2 separate regions of the Ovis aries genome follow, and region 2 is linked to region 1. A link is a contact called in public Hi-C data. All regions are on one chromosome and are shown on one strand. The core of a region is the stretch at or near the end of the contact, and the rest is flanking DNA. Distances in the headings are between cores, read along the strand shown.

What was found. A called contact is a pair of places that touch in the nucleus more often than the background predicts.
Region 2: a Hi-C map of liver shows a contact between it and region 1, with 6 times the contacts expected there. The contact joins the promoter of DESI2 here to the promoter of EFCAB2 in region 1. A contact is called at or near these places in 3 of 16 Hi-C or Micro-C datasets (hypothalamus, liver and muscle).

What each region holds. Positions count from the first base shown.
Region 1 is chr12:31,594,100-31,600,544 of ARS-UI_Ramb_v3.0, forward strand. EFCAB2 (EF-hand calcium binding domain 2) reads right to left here and starts at 2,941. Exons shown (of 8, transcript XM_015099188.4): 1 at 2,879-2,941. The coding sequence starts at 2,909.
Region 2 is chr12:31,847,486-31,854,272 of ARS-UI_Ramb_v3.0, forward strand. DESI2 (desumoylating isopeptidase 2) reads right to left here and starts at 4,822. Exons shown (of 6, transcript XR_009595808.1): 1 at 4,561-4,822.

The DNA.
Region 1 (6,445 bases), core at 1,691-4,190:
AATTAAATTATCTGAATGTGGCAATATTTATTGAATTTCTACCATGTGCTGTATACTCTGCAAGACAATGAGTATAAAGAAATGATCCCCATCCTCTTTGAGCTTAATGGATATAGCCTTCAAAACTATCCTTTTCTTTTGCTTGATTCCATGTTCATCAAGCAACTTTAAACATATAAATCTACCCTCTACAAAAGCTTAATACACATAAAACAGTATACGACATTGCAGAGGTCAGCTTCCTGACTGATGTATCAATTTAAATCATACCCCAATTTAAATTAATAAATCATTATTCAGGTTTGTACATCACTCTTTATGAGTTTAGTTAGTTTGAGTGAATCCTCAAAGCCTAGCCTATTCGGATTAATTGGTCAGGCGTAATATCTGAAACTTCAGAGCAAAGAATCAAATATATGAGTGAAATATGTGTATTCAAAGATGGTTATCAGCATATGAGTCTCTAATTTATCCTTAAGACAACATACCTTTATTTCATTCTCGAGACAACATACTTCTATTTCATCCTGCCCGTCAAGCTGCAATTACAATCAGCTCATAGGACCGTTGTAAAGAGTAACTGAGATATACCGTGGAACAGTGCTTCTCAAACTTTAATGTGCATGTGGATCACGGGCAGGAATGCATAAATGCAGAGTCTAATTCAGTAAGCCAGGGGCACGGACTGCCCTCCTTCCTTTCTTACCAGCTCCCAGGGATACCAGGCTGCTGCCCTCATCAGGGGATACAGCACACCTGGCAAGCAGCTGGCACATGGGCTGCACATACCAGTCCAGCTGACTGCTCTCTCCCTTCTGTGAATGTCTTATCTTCCTTATATAGCTCACCTTCTTTGGGAGAAAAAAATACCCTCCAAAGTTCTAACCTGACTCAGAATGCCTTCCATATGGCAGGCATTAAACATGTCAACTGAATGAATGACACCCAATCTGATTTTAACAGTCATTACTTCTATGGCTATAGACAGAATTGTTTCTTCTCTGAAATAGTTTATTATAAATAGGAAAGTATCCTTGAAAATCAAAAAAGCTTTTCAATCTATTTTTTTAATGAAGAAAAACAAACTGTATTTGAAGCATAATCCAGTGTGTGTCTTTTCCTCAGGCTGACCTAATCAAATCTTTTTAAAAATCCATGATTACCTTCTGAAAGTCTTCCTTTTTTTTTTTTTAAATAAGAATTTTAATAAATAAAGGTAAGTCTTTCTGGGGAAGTTTTGTTTTGTTTTTGTTTTTGTTTTTTAGCTGCACTGGGTCTTCTCTAGTTGCTGCCAGCGGGGGCTACTTTTCACTGGGGCACAGGAGCTTCTCACGCCCCGGGCTTTTTTTTGTTGGAGAGCCCAGGCTCAGCAGTTGTGGCGCAGGGGCTTAGCTGCTCCCTAGCATGTGCAATCTTTCCCCAAGAGGGATGGAACTTGTGTCCCCTGCACTGGCAGGCATATTCTTAACCGCTGGACCACCAGGGAAGTCCCTCTGGGGAAAGTTTTAAAACTAATATTTAAAAAGTAATCATTTTCTTAGGACGTACCTTATACTTTTAAAACAGCACAATAAAATTATAAGGACATCTTAGGAAGGTAACATCTATAAAATGTCTGGCTTTTCAGACTAACGTAATCATAAAAAAAAAAAATCAAATAGTATTATTGCTATCACTACGTAGCTCTTTGGCACAGTGCCGTGTGTTTCTCCGCCTTTTTTCTGTGATCACCACGACAAGTGACTGACGACCTCAGCGCTGGCTCCTACACTTGTAACTATTACTTAATATCATTACATCTTTGTTCCATGCTGAGAAAAATGGTATGCTGATATGTCTCAAGCACTCAAAAAAAGAACAAAGGTGGGGTATTATTTTCATTTCTAAGATGTTTACCTCTATCGTTTCAATGGCTTGACGTTTTAGCGACGAGTTCATCAATTACTGAAATACAGACTTATTTTTGAGTAACTAAAGGATGGTTAAAAAAAAAAAGCATCAATTTTTTAATCAAACTGAATTAAAACAACGTTAACAGTCTTAACAAATAAACATGGATACGCAGGTTTTCTTTCCCCTAATAATGAAAACATCAATGCCTCCCACCCGGCGACCGGAGGCCCAGTCCCGCCTCTGCCGCCGCGATCGCGCTGGGCCGTCTGGTGGCGCCGCAGAGACAGGCCTGCGCACCGAGCTCTACGCGTCGCCTCTGGAGTTTGCTCTTTCATCTTTATTAAAGTTTTTTGTATTTTGTCTTGTTTTTCGCATAAGACAAGACACCAGGCGGGTGGCGCGCGCGCTTCGGATCCTAGAGGCGCGGACGCAGTCGCGGTGACCTCCAAGCCGTCCTCCCACGTCCCCGCTACGAAGGCAAAATGGTGGCCGCAGACGCCAGCCGTCTGGGCCGGGCGGGGTTTCAGCGCAGCCGGGGAGGAGCACGGCAGACGCCCGCAGCCTGAGCCGTCCTCACCCAGGCCGCCGCGCGGGCCCAGAGCCTGAGTAGCTGCCGGCGTGGCGCCTGCGGCAACGAGAACCCAAGCTAGGGCTTGGAGGCGGTGTCCTCGACACCGTGAACAAGGACGCCATTATGGGGCTCCGGGCCGGCGCCTCGGCCGCAACCCGCGCTGGAAGCGAGGCTCGGGGCTCCGCGGGCGGGACGATGGGGGCGGGGGCGGGATGAGGGCCCGGGAGGCGGGGCGAGGGGGGCAGGAACGGGGGAGGGGGCCTCCGCTGCGGGGCGGGCGGCGCGGCCTGGCTGGGTCGGCCTTCTCCCTGAGGGTGGGGCTCCAGAGGTAGGGGGTCCCACTCTGTCTGGAGCTCCCCGGTGCGGCCGAGGTCGCGGCGGGCGGCGAGGGCTGCGCTTCGCGGTGCCTCTTACCTGTGCCGTCCCTGTCTCTGTCGTCCGCCATCTTGTTGCGGCGCCGTCGCCGGGGAGAGGCCTGTCGCTAAGCTAGGTCACGGCGTCCTGACACCCTTCAGCCCCGCGGCGAGTCGGCCCTGGAGGATGGGAGGCTCCGAATCCCGAGGGAAGGAGACCCTGGGGCGGGGGTGGGGGGAAGGAACGCTCCGAGCGCGCGCGCCCCCCGCTCCCGCTAGGACCCCGTGGCGCTCGGAAGCCCGGATCCGCGCCCGCGACCCTTTTTAGTCGCGTCGGTGGCTTCAGCCTATTCTGCCCAGTACCGAGCCCTGAACCCTGATTTTTCTGGCATGGAGGAAGTATTTAATAATAAAGTTCAGAACCCCTCCTTTCCCATTTTTCTGATCCATTTGGGGACACACTGCTCTCCTCGTCCCCTCCAGTTTGTAGGATGTGGCGTTGCTCGACTTTTTTTAACTGCAGATTTTAAAACGCAGCTGGAGAGCTGGTGCAGAGCTCGACTCCGGAGGGTAACAGAAGCAACCCGCAGTGCCGCCGCCTCCCCTTCCCATCTGCCCCACCTCCGGCCCACGTTTTCGCCAGGCCAGTGCTCGCCGCCCGCTCCCAGAGACCGGGAGTGCACAGCGGGCGAGCGCTGGAGCTGGGACGGAAAACTGGGCTGGCGGGCAGGAAACCAGAGAGCCATTAGAGTGTTACTGGTGGAGCTGAACCGCTGTAGAAAAACATGCTGTAAAATCGGCGCAAACATTGCGTCGTCAAGGCTGCGATTTCTCCTACAAAATAGAGGTTCTCATAGCAACAGAGACGTGCCTGTATTGTGCCCACTGTTAGGTACATGAAGATGTTCCTACTTGTGAAATTTGACCGGATGTCCAGCTAAAATAACCGAGGGAAAGTTTTACATCTCGCTTTTCTGAAATTTGAAACCTGTAACATGTTAAATGTTTGTCTCATTTTAAGGAAAAGTTCACTAGAATATTTTCTTTTAAAAATGATTTTTGAATAATATGCCTAATGGTGTGGTTCGAGCGAATATATATATTTTTGAAACTAGTTTTAGATGGTTTTTTAATCCATGTGCGTGCTAAGCCGCTTCAGTCGTTTGACCGTTTGCGACCCCCATGTACTATAACCCGCCAGGTTCCTCTGCCCATGAGATTCACAGGCAAGAATACTGGAGTGGGTTGCCATTTCCTTCTCCAGCGGATCTTCCCGACTTAGGGATCCAACCCTGCGTCCCGCATAGAAGGCAGATCTTTTACTGTCTGAGCCAGGAGGGAAGCCCCTTTAATGCATGTGTATATTAATTTAAATGACTTAATTTTATGTAAAAATCATTTATAAACAACTATTAAGAGGCCTTCAAAATATAAGGTATTTAATGGTTTGATTAGCTGAGTTTTTATATTTTTTATTCTGGTTCTATAATCCCTAAGAAAACCGTAAAGAAAACTAATATTCTTTATTAAAATAAGTATTTTCTCTGTAGAAAATATTCCTGTGGTGCTCCAATCAGCATTCTCTTTGAAATTGACTACGAACAATTGAATCCTCACAAAATGGCTCAGAAGATAGATATTTATATAAAATGAATATAACCATGAATAATAATTTCTTAATGCCAAAAAGTAGAGTAATCATTAGCACAGACTTCCCTGGTGGCTCAGTGGTAAAGAATCCACCTGCCAGTGCAGGAGATGTGAATTCAATCCCTGGGTTGGGGCGATCCTCTGGAGAAGGAAATGGCAACTCACTCCAGTATTCTTGCCTGGAAAATCCCTTGGACAGAGGAACTTGGTGGGCTACAGTTGAGTAGATTCACAAGAGTTAGTTGCGACTTAATGACTGAACAACAACAAATGATTAGCGCTCATGTATAATTAAATTTCATGATCGTTATGGTCTAGTTATTTGTTTTTTCAAGACCCTCTTCATATAGGTGATGAAGGCCTTTGAAATAAATGTGGGAAATCCCAGCTTTAGTCTTCATGCTCACTACTCACTGTACCTTTTCCCGTGCTGCTCCCAGTTTCCTTTTTCTGGAATGCCTTTCTCTCCTCTCTCTAACATTCACCCTCCTACAGACACACATTTGTCCCCTCCCTGTTGTCAGTGACCTCCGTGAAGGTCATGTGCTCCCTGATGCTTTCCGTGTCAACCCCTTCTTCTGAGCTGTTATCTGTAGACCCTCACAAGGACTTCCCTTGTAGCTCAAACAGTAAAGAACCTGCCTGCAATGCAGGAGACCAGTGTTCCATCCCTGGGTTGGGAGGTTCCTCTGGAGAAGGGAATGGCAATCCACTCCAGTATTATTGCCTGGAGAATTCTCCTGGAATTGGAGAATTCCATGGACAGAGATACCTGGTGGCTACAGTCTGTGAGGTCGCAGAGAGTCAGAGACAACTGAGCAACTAAGACACACACACAGACCCTCACGTTGATTTACAGAGATTCTACTTGTTTCCCCCCACCAAACTGTAAGCTCTTGAGGATGGAAGTGTTTCATTTGTCCAAACTTTTCAATGTTTTTGTCTAAAATAATGTGCATTTCTAGGGCTTTCCTGGTGGTCCAGTGGTTGAGCGTCCACCTCCCAATGCAGGGGACATGGGTTCAATCCCTGGTCCAGGAAGATTTTAGCTGACTTGGGGCAACTAGTCACGTATGCCACAACTGTAGAGCCAGTGCTCCACAACTAGAGAGTAGCTCCTGCTCACTCCAACGAGAGAAAATCCACATGCAACAACGAAGACCTAGCACAGCTGAAAATAAATAAAGTTATTTAGCAAATAAAATGTGTGAACTCTATCAAACTTGAAAAACTAATGTGCATTTTTAAAATTAGGACAGAATTTAGTCTTCTCAATGACACTGATAGGAAAAGCTTTTTATTTTTTAGATTATTTCAAGCCACATTAACCTCTAATTCTCAACTCCTACAGCATACTTAAGATAACACTCTAAATTTGGATGAGTAAAAAAATTTATGTTAATTAACCCCTCCACCCAATATAGATTTGAAGATGGATCCTAATATATACACATCTTTTGTATCCCCATAGTACCTATCCCAATTTGGGACACATACTAGGAGCTTAAAAGTACTTTTCAGTTGACTAGTTAGACATAAAAGTCTGTTATTATTCTGGAAAACTTTCCACAAAGTGAAAAAAAGGTTATCCAAGTGACAAAAGCCCACTATGCCAAGGAGTGGGGCCAGAGGGATATGTATAGGTTGTCTTTTTGTGTGATTGAATTTATAGTGTGATAAATTTGTTCACACAGGCATGAGTTCTGTGCCCATGAGGGACTCAGAAAATGTTTCTTCTGAATGCAATTGACTCAGTTACCTAAGATGTGGGTAAAGTAAAAGGGTAAGTGGTATGAATAATGCAAAATGATAGTAAAACCTTTACAGCCCTGTTACTTTCCTAGGATGGGGATCATTGACATCCCCTTGGACTAAGAATAATTTTTTTAAAACCAGATTTTCCTTAGCCATTGCCCTGTACTGACCTCATGATTCTAGGCAAGGCATGTAATCTCTTTAAAACCTAGTTAACTTAAAG
Region 2 (6,787 bases), core at 3,572-6,071, 260 kb after region 1:
GCACCAATCATTTATGTTTCAGGAAGATTACTTTGGTCACAGAAGGAAAGATGGATTAAAATGAAGTAATATTTGAGATTGAAACTCATAAGAAGTCTATTACAGAAGCAGAGATAATGAGGGCCAGAACTTGAGAAGCAATAGTGGGAATGGGGATATAAGATAACTAATTTAAAGAATATTCAGAAAGTGAAATATGTGATAGACATCACAGGGAATCCCAGCTACCCGCCTACTCACAACTCACCACAAAGGCTAGAAAAGCCACACACCCTCCTTCTCAGCTTCATCACAGTCACTGTGAGCCAACTCTGGACAATCTCTCAGGAAAGGAAGGTGGGTCTGGCAACGTCTTTCCCTTCTATTATTAAAAGCAGAGGTGCATGTGGAGAAAGATCCTACCTACCTGTCTTCACAGCTCAGTGAATGAGGACAGTATGGCGCATGACAGTCATGTTCCAATGACGAGGGGACAACGCAGGAACAAAAGCCAACATGCTGAGGACAGCTGAGCGAAAAGATGAAAGAGTCTTGGTCCTTGCTGACTTGGCTGAGCTGCTCAACTAATACAGGGACTGTTTAATCTCTGGATTAAGGATCCTTCCAGTTTAAGCCACTGATCATCAAGCTCTCTCTGACTTCCAGATAAAATTAACCAAATTAAGAGACAGGAAGGGCTTGAAGGGTTTGTAATGGAAAGGAATTTAAGTTTTACTCCCAAGGTGTTCGCTTGGGAAACTGAGCAGAAGAAGGTGCTAGTTATCTAGATAAAATTACAACACAGGAAATGTGTGTGCACCCGCCCGTGTGTGCACCCGCCCGCCAGAGCATATAGCAGGGAGGACTGGGTAGAGAAGAGGGGAGGGCCCTGAGGCCAGGAAAGGAGAAAGGGGAAAATGTTTGTTCCTGGATATGTTGATTTAAAGATACTTAGGTTAAAAGTATATTCAGGTGAGTCTGAAACTCCTTCAAGAAGACGGAATTAGATTTACAGATGTGCAGGAAGTCAGATCCTGTCATACCTGAATGGCCTCACACTCTTGGAGAAGTACAATGGGGTGAGGAGGATCAAAAGAATGGAGTCCAGACAAAAACTTCATCAGAAGACTCCTAGGAAGTGTCTATGACTCTGAAGATGTACAGATACTATTTAAAAATCGGGAAGAAAATTGTTTATAGAATGAAATCTACAAACATCATTATATTACTGCATATTTTTGGTTTCTAAAAATTCATTTAGCAGCACAAAATCTGAATCTATGACAAAGGAAGACCTTGTGCACAAGTGACTATGCCAGAGACTGGCCCAGCAATTGAAACTAACTTGAATCACTTGCTTTACTATGTATACCAGTAAATTAGCAATATGTGAATAACCTCATTCCCAAAATACATGTGACAGAGTTATGGAAGAAAAGAAATGATCAGCAGCTCCCAATCTACTGAAGAGGAAAAACACAGTCAACTAGAGCAGGCAACAGTCTCACAGAGAAAGAGGAACAAGGATATACCGCAAGAGGTCCCTATGAACAGTGGCTGTAAGCACAAACCAAAGGCTGATTTTCATGCTTACAAAGTCTAGACTAGATAGACAGCTGATATACCAGGCCTGTACCAACAGACCACAGCAATCCTCATCAAAGGCATTTATGATGACTAGGAAGTACTACCAAAGATAAAAGGAATTTGCCCTTGACATCAAGCAAAGATGCTTCAAAAACCAAAACTGACTTGAGAAAAAATGAGCATAATAGCTACAAATTTATACCTCAATCCACTGGTCTTGATTCTAAAACATAACTCCGACCACACTGCTCCTCACCTTGAAAACTTTAAATGGTTCCCCCTGTTTCACAGACCATCCTCTCAGTCCCAAATAAAAATTCTAGCCAAACTGGAAGTTTTGTCCCCTTTCATGCCTCCTACACTCTAGCTACACTGGATTTTCCAAATCCAACCTGTGCTGTCCTCCTCCGGCCAGTCTGTTCGTGCTGACTATTCCTTGCCTGCAGAAACCCTCCATTCTTCAGGGTTTTCCCCCTTTACTTTTCAGCATTCCATGATCCTACAAGAGCACTGTCTTCTTGGCATCTTGTTCTGCTCTTATCAAAACCATGGCATTGTTCTGAATTGTTACCACTGGTATACCTCCCCTATGAAATTCTAAATTCCTTACAGAAGAAAGCATAATTCATTCATTTTTGTGACTTTTACAGGGTCCTAACTAAATAACTGTAGGTTGCTGAGTTAGTGACATAAGACACTTACTTACAGACCAGAAGCCCCTCAGGAGAGCAAACAAACTCTGTTTATTAGAAGTCTAGTAACTCAACTATTTGCCATTTCCGATAAACATTCACATGCTCCTCCTGTTGACAGGAAAAAGCAATATATAAGAAATAAACACAGAACTATTCAGTAGAAAAAATAATGAAACAGACTGTGGTCTAGAAATTCTAGATCCTATTTGTAGCTCTCTGGGCAGGTACTTGGCCTTTCGGCTAAGATCAAGTGGTAGCTCAGACGGAAAGTGTCTGTCTACAATGCGGGAGACCTGGGTTCGATCCCTGGGTCGGGAAGTTCCCTGGAGAAGGAAACGGCAACCCACTCCAGTACTCTTGCCTGGAAAATCCCATGGACGGAGGAGCCTGGTGTCCATGGGGTCGCAAAGAGTTGGACACGACTGAGTGACTTTACTTTTTTTACTTACTTTTCTGGGCAGGTACCCTTTTCTCTATTTACTTTGCAACTACCTACGTCACAAAAGCTATATGAAGAATAATATCTCTGTTATCTAGTTAACATTTTAAAGATCTTTCAGAACACTCCTCCCTTCAAAACATACTGGTTTGAGAATCATCTCTAGCTTTTCCTATGTTTACCACATAGCAATGATTTCTGTTATTCATAGACTACCTAAAGTGTAAAGAAGCCCATTATAAGCCAAGCAATGTATCTCCAGTTTTATTTAAAAAAGCAAAATGTTCTCTTCCTCTACTTTCACAGATTTCTTTTAGGCAATGAAACTGGCCCTCTGGCCACTGCATAATCCTGATTTATAAAGGGGTTTAACAACCTAGAAGAAAATGTATACTGTGCTCTCAAGAACAGAATATATTTTGAGGGATGGTGTGTAACAATCTGCATGAATAAATAAAAAACCAAATTCAGATCACTCAAGGGGGACTGGGTAGAAAGAGTAAAAGGGCAATAAAATTCTTGAAAAATCAAGGCTTCCACAGCTAGCCACAAAAAGTTTACATCTAGAGAATTATTTCTTAACCAGTGACACAGGCCAAAGACTTTACAAAGTACCCCGCTCTTTTAAAATCTCTGGTTCTGATTATTCCTCTCTGGAACTTTCTCCCATCATACTCCATTTTTCTCAGCATGCGAATCTATCTCCTTTCACCTCCAAGTTTATATGCAAACTCAGCGGAGTACCCTCCTCAGGTCCCAAGCAGTCTCTATGGCCTTCTCACATTAATTCCCAGATTGAGGCATAGGAATTCCTTCCTACCCAAGAGGTTACAGTGTAAATGTAAAAACTTAAAAACAATACAGGGGAACACAAAGTTTAGATCGGTGAGTGAGAACCAAGACTCCTAACCTCCCGTATTCTGGCTCTTCTTCATCTTTAAGCCAACAAAAACAACGCTGGGGACTTTTTCACTTGTCAATCCACTTACGAAATTTTAAACATCTTAAGTGGAGGTGACCTCTTATAAAGCAAAAACTAATCAACCGAAAGGAAACAAACCCAAGCATCCATCTAACTGCAACGGCAACTGTGTACCAGTTATTCCAATGGCGATAATAACGCAAACCAACGTTTTGACTCATTTCTGAGTGCTCGCAGTACTCCAAAAGTTAGATGACACAACAAACCCGTTCTTCTCTGCCTCTCCCGCGGCCACGTCAGATACCTGTTGCATCACCTGGTAAGAGGTCTCCACAATCTAGGAAAGGCGTACCGCCGTGAACCCCTAAATAATTCAGCTGGGCTATTTTCTGGATAAATGTCAGCCTCATTCATTTTAATGCGGTTGCCTTGGAGGCTAGGCTGTGTCGGCTCCTGTTCACCTTTAAAGAGACTCTGGCACTGGCGTCGACAAGCGGTGACTTTCTCGACTCGGAGGGGCTTGGGAGTTTTTGAAGACGGGCTGCTTCGGCAGAGCGGGCAACTGGGGTGGGAGAAGCGGGGTTGCCCCGGAGTTCCGGTGATGGAGTGGGAAGTCCGACCCTCGACCCAAGCTTCGCGGAAAGGACACTGCTTGTCGGCCAGAAGGTCGGGCCCAGCCCAGGGTCCGGGCCAAGTCGGGGCACGAGGGAGGTTCGAGGCGAACCGAGTCTTGGCGAAAGCCCCGGGGCAGACCGGGAAAAGCTAACAAGCGCGTAGACGTTTGCAGGGATTAAAAAAAATAATCGTCCCCTCCCCCAACCCCGGTGAACCAAGCGGGAGGCGGCGACGCCAGGCTGGAAACGCGAGGGGCCGGGTCCGAACCCACCGGCGAGAGAATGCCGGCCGGGGCCGGGGTCGGGCGCCGGCGCCGTACTCACCATGTCGTACACGTTGAGCACCACTAACTGGTTAGCCCCCATCCTCCTCCCGGCGGCCGCCGCCTCGCGCTCCAGCCGCTCCGTTCCGCGGGGCCGAAGCCGTTGTCACCCACGCGGACGCCTCAGGGGGCCGGAGCCGGGCCCTAAGCGCACAGCCCGGCCGGCGGGAGCCAGGGCGGAAGCATCGGGAAGCTAGTCGCTCCCGGGCGCCGCCGACAGGACCCTCTGCGCCTACCGGGCCGGACCGCTGGCGGCCCGCTCCGGCTCAAGCGCCTCCCCCGGCGGCAGACACGTGGGGGAAGGCGGGGCCCGAGCAAGGGGCGGGCGCCGGGCTCCTGGGGGGCGGGGCCGGCCGGGGCTGGGCCCGCCTGCGCTCTAGCCTCCACTGCCGCACTCGCACCTAAGATGGCGCAACCTTGGTGCTTTTCCGCCAGGGAGGAGCATGTTCCCAGAAAGACTACGATTCCCAGCATGCAATGAGGAAGCGCAGAGGCGGAGTCTCAACTGCGGTCCTTCCTCGCGGTGCGTTTCCAGCTGTCGACTACAGTTCCCAGCATGCTGCGGGGACCGGGTCCTGCTGGCCAGGCCTAGCCCGACTACAGCTCCCAGCATGCAGTGCTTGCAGTGTGCGCTCTAGCCTTGCCGTCCGTCCTTGTGGGCCCTGAGGTTGTTCTTCTGCTGCTTATATCCGTTACTGTTGCAATTGGTTTCTGTCTCGTTGAGCTCGATGAAGCCTTAGGAATGTGGCAAAAGACCACATTGATGACCCTGTTTTCCAAGTCCCTCCTCACTATTATTTTTTATTTTGCAAGGGGAGAAAAATAGAGGAAGGTGGGTTACTGGCAGGAAGGGGTATAACATGCATCCAGTTAATTCTCACTGTGGAATTTTACATTTAATAAAACTATCCTGCTGAAATGGGAAGACAGCACAGTGCTCATGGATTAGCACAACCCTGGGAAACAGTAGGTGCTTTTACATTCAATTCAAAAAATATTTGTTGTGTACCTGCCCTTTACCAGGCAGTGATGTAGGCCCTGGGGACTATGGTGTAAACAATAGGGAGGTCGAGAAAAATATGCTTTGTAGAGAGTTCAAACAGGATGAAGTGATTGAGAGTAACCTCATATTGGATGCAGTGGGAAGGTCTCCGTAAGCTCCGGAGGTTTAAGCTCAGAGTTGAGTTCATTTCAGTTGCTCAGTCCTGTCCAACTCTGCGACCCTGTGGACTGCAGCAAGCCAGGCTTCCCTTCCTGTCCATCACCAACTCCCGCAGCTTACTCAAACTCCTGTCCATCCAGTCGGTGATGCCATCCAACTAGCTCATCATCTGTCCGGTTTTCCTCCCACCTTTAATCTTTCCCAGCATCAGGGGCTTTTCCAACGAGTCAGTTCTTCACATCAGGTAGCCAAAGTATTGGAGCTTCAGCTTCAGTATCAGTCCTTCCAGTCAATATTCAGGACTGATTTCCTTTAGGATTGACTGGATCTCCTTGCAGTCCAAGGAATTCTCAAGCGTCTTCTCCAACACCACAGTTCAAAAACACCAATTCTTGGGCACTCAGCTTTCTTTATAGTCCAACTCTCACATCCATACATGGCTACTGGAAAAACCATAGCTTTGACCGGACTGACCTTTATCGGCAAAGTAATGTCTCTCCTTTTTAATGTGCTGCCTAGGTTGGTCATAGTTTTTCTTCCAAGGAGCAAGTATTTTTAAATTTCATGGCTGCAGTCACCACCTGCAGTAATTCTGGAGCCCCCCCCCCAACAACAAAAAGAGTCTCTCACTGTTTCAATTATTTCTCCATCTATTTCCCATGAAGTGATGGGACCAGATGCCATGATCTTCGTTTTCTGAATGTTGAGCTTTAAGCCAACTTTTTCACTCTCCACTTTCACTTTCATCAAGAGGCTCTTTAGTTGTTCTTCACTTTCTGCCATAAGGGTGGTGTCATCTCCATATCTGAGGTTATTAATATTTCTCCGGGCAATGTTCATTCCAGCTTGTGCTTCATCCAGCCTGGCGTTTCACATGATGTACTCTGCATATAAACTGAATAAACAGGGTGACAATATGCAGCCTTGATGTACTCCTTTTCCTATTTGGAATCAGTCTGTTGTTCCATGTCCAGTTCTAATTGTTGCTTCTTGACCTGTATACAGATTTCTCAGGAGGCAGGTCAGGTGGTCTGGTATTCCCATCTCTTTCAGAATTTTTCTACAG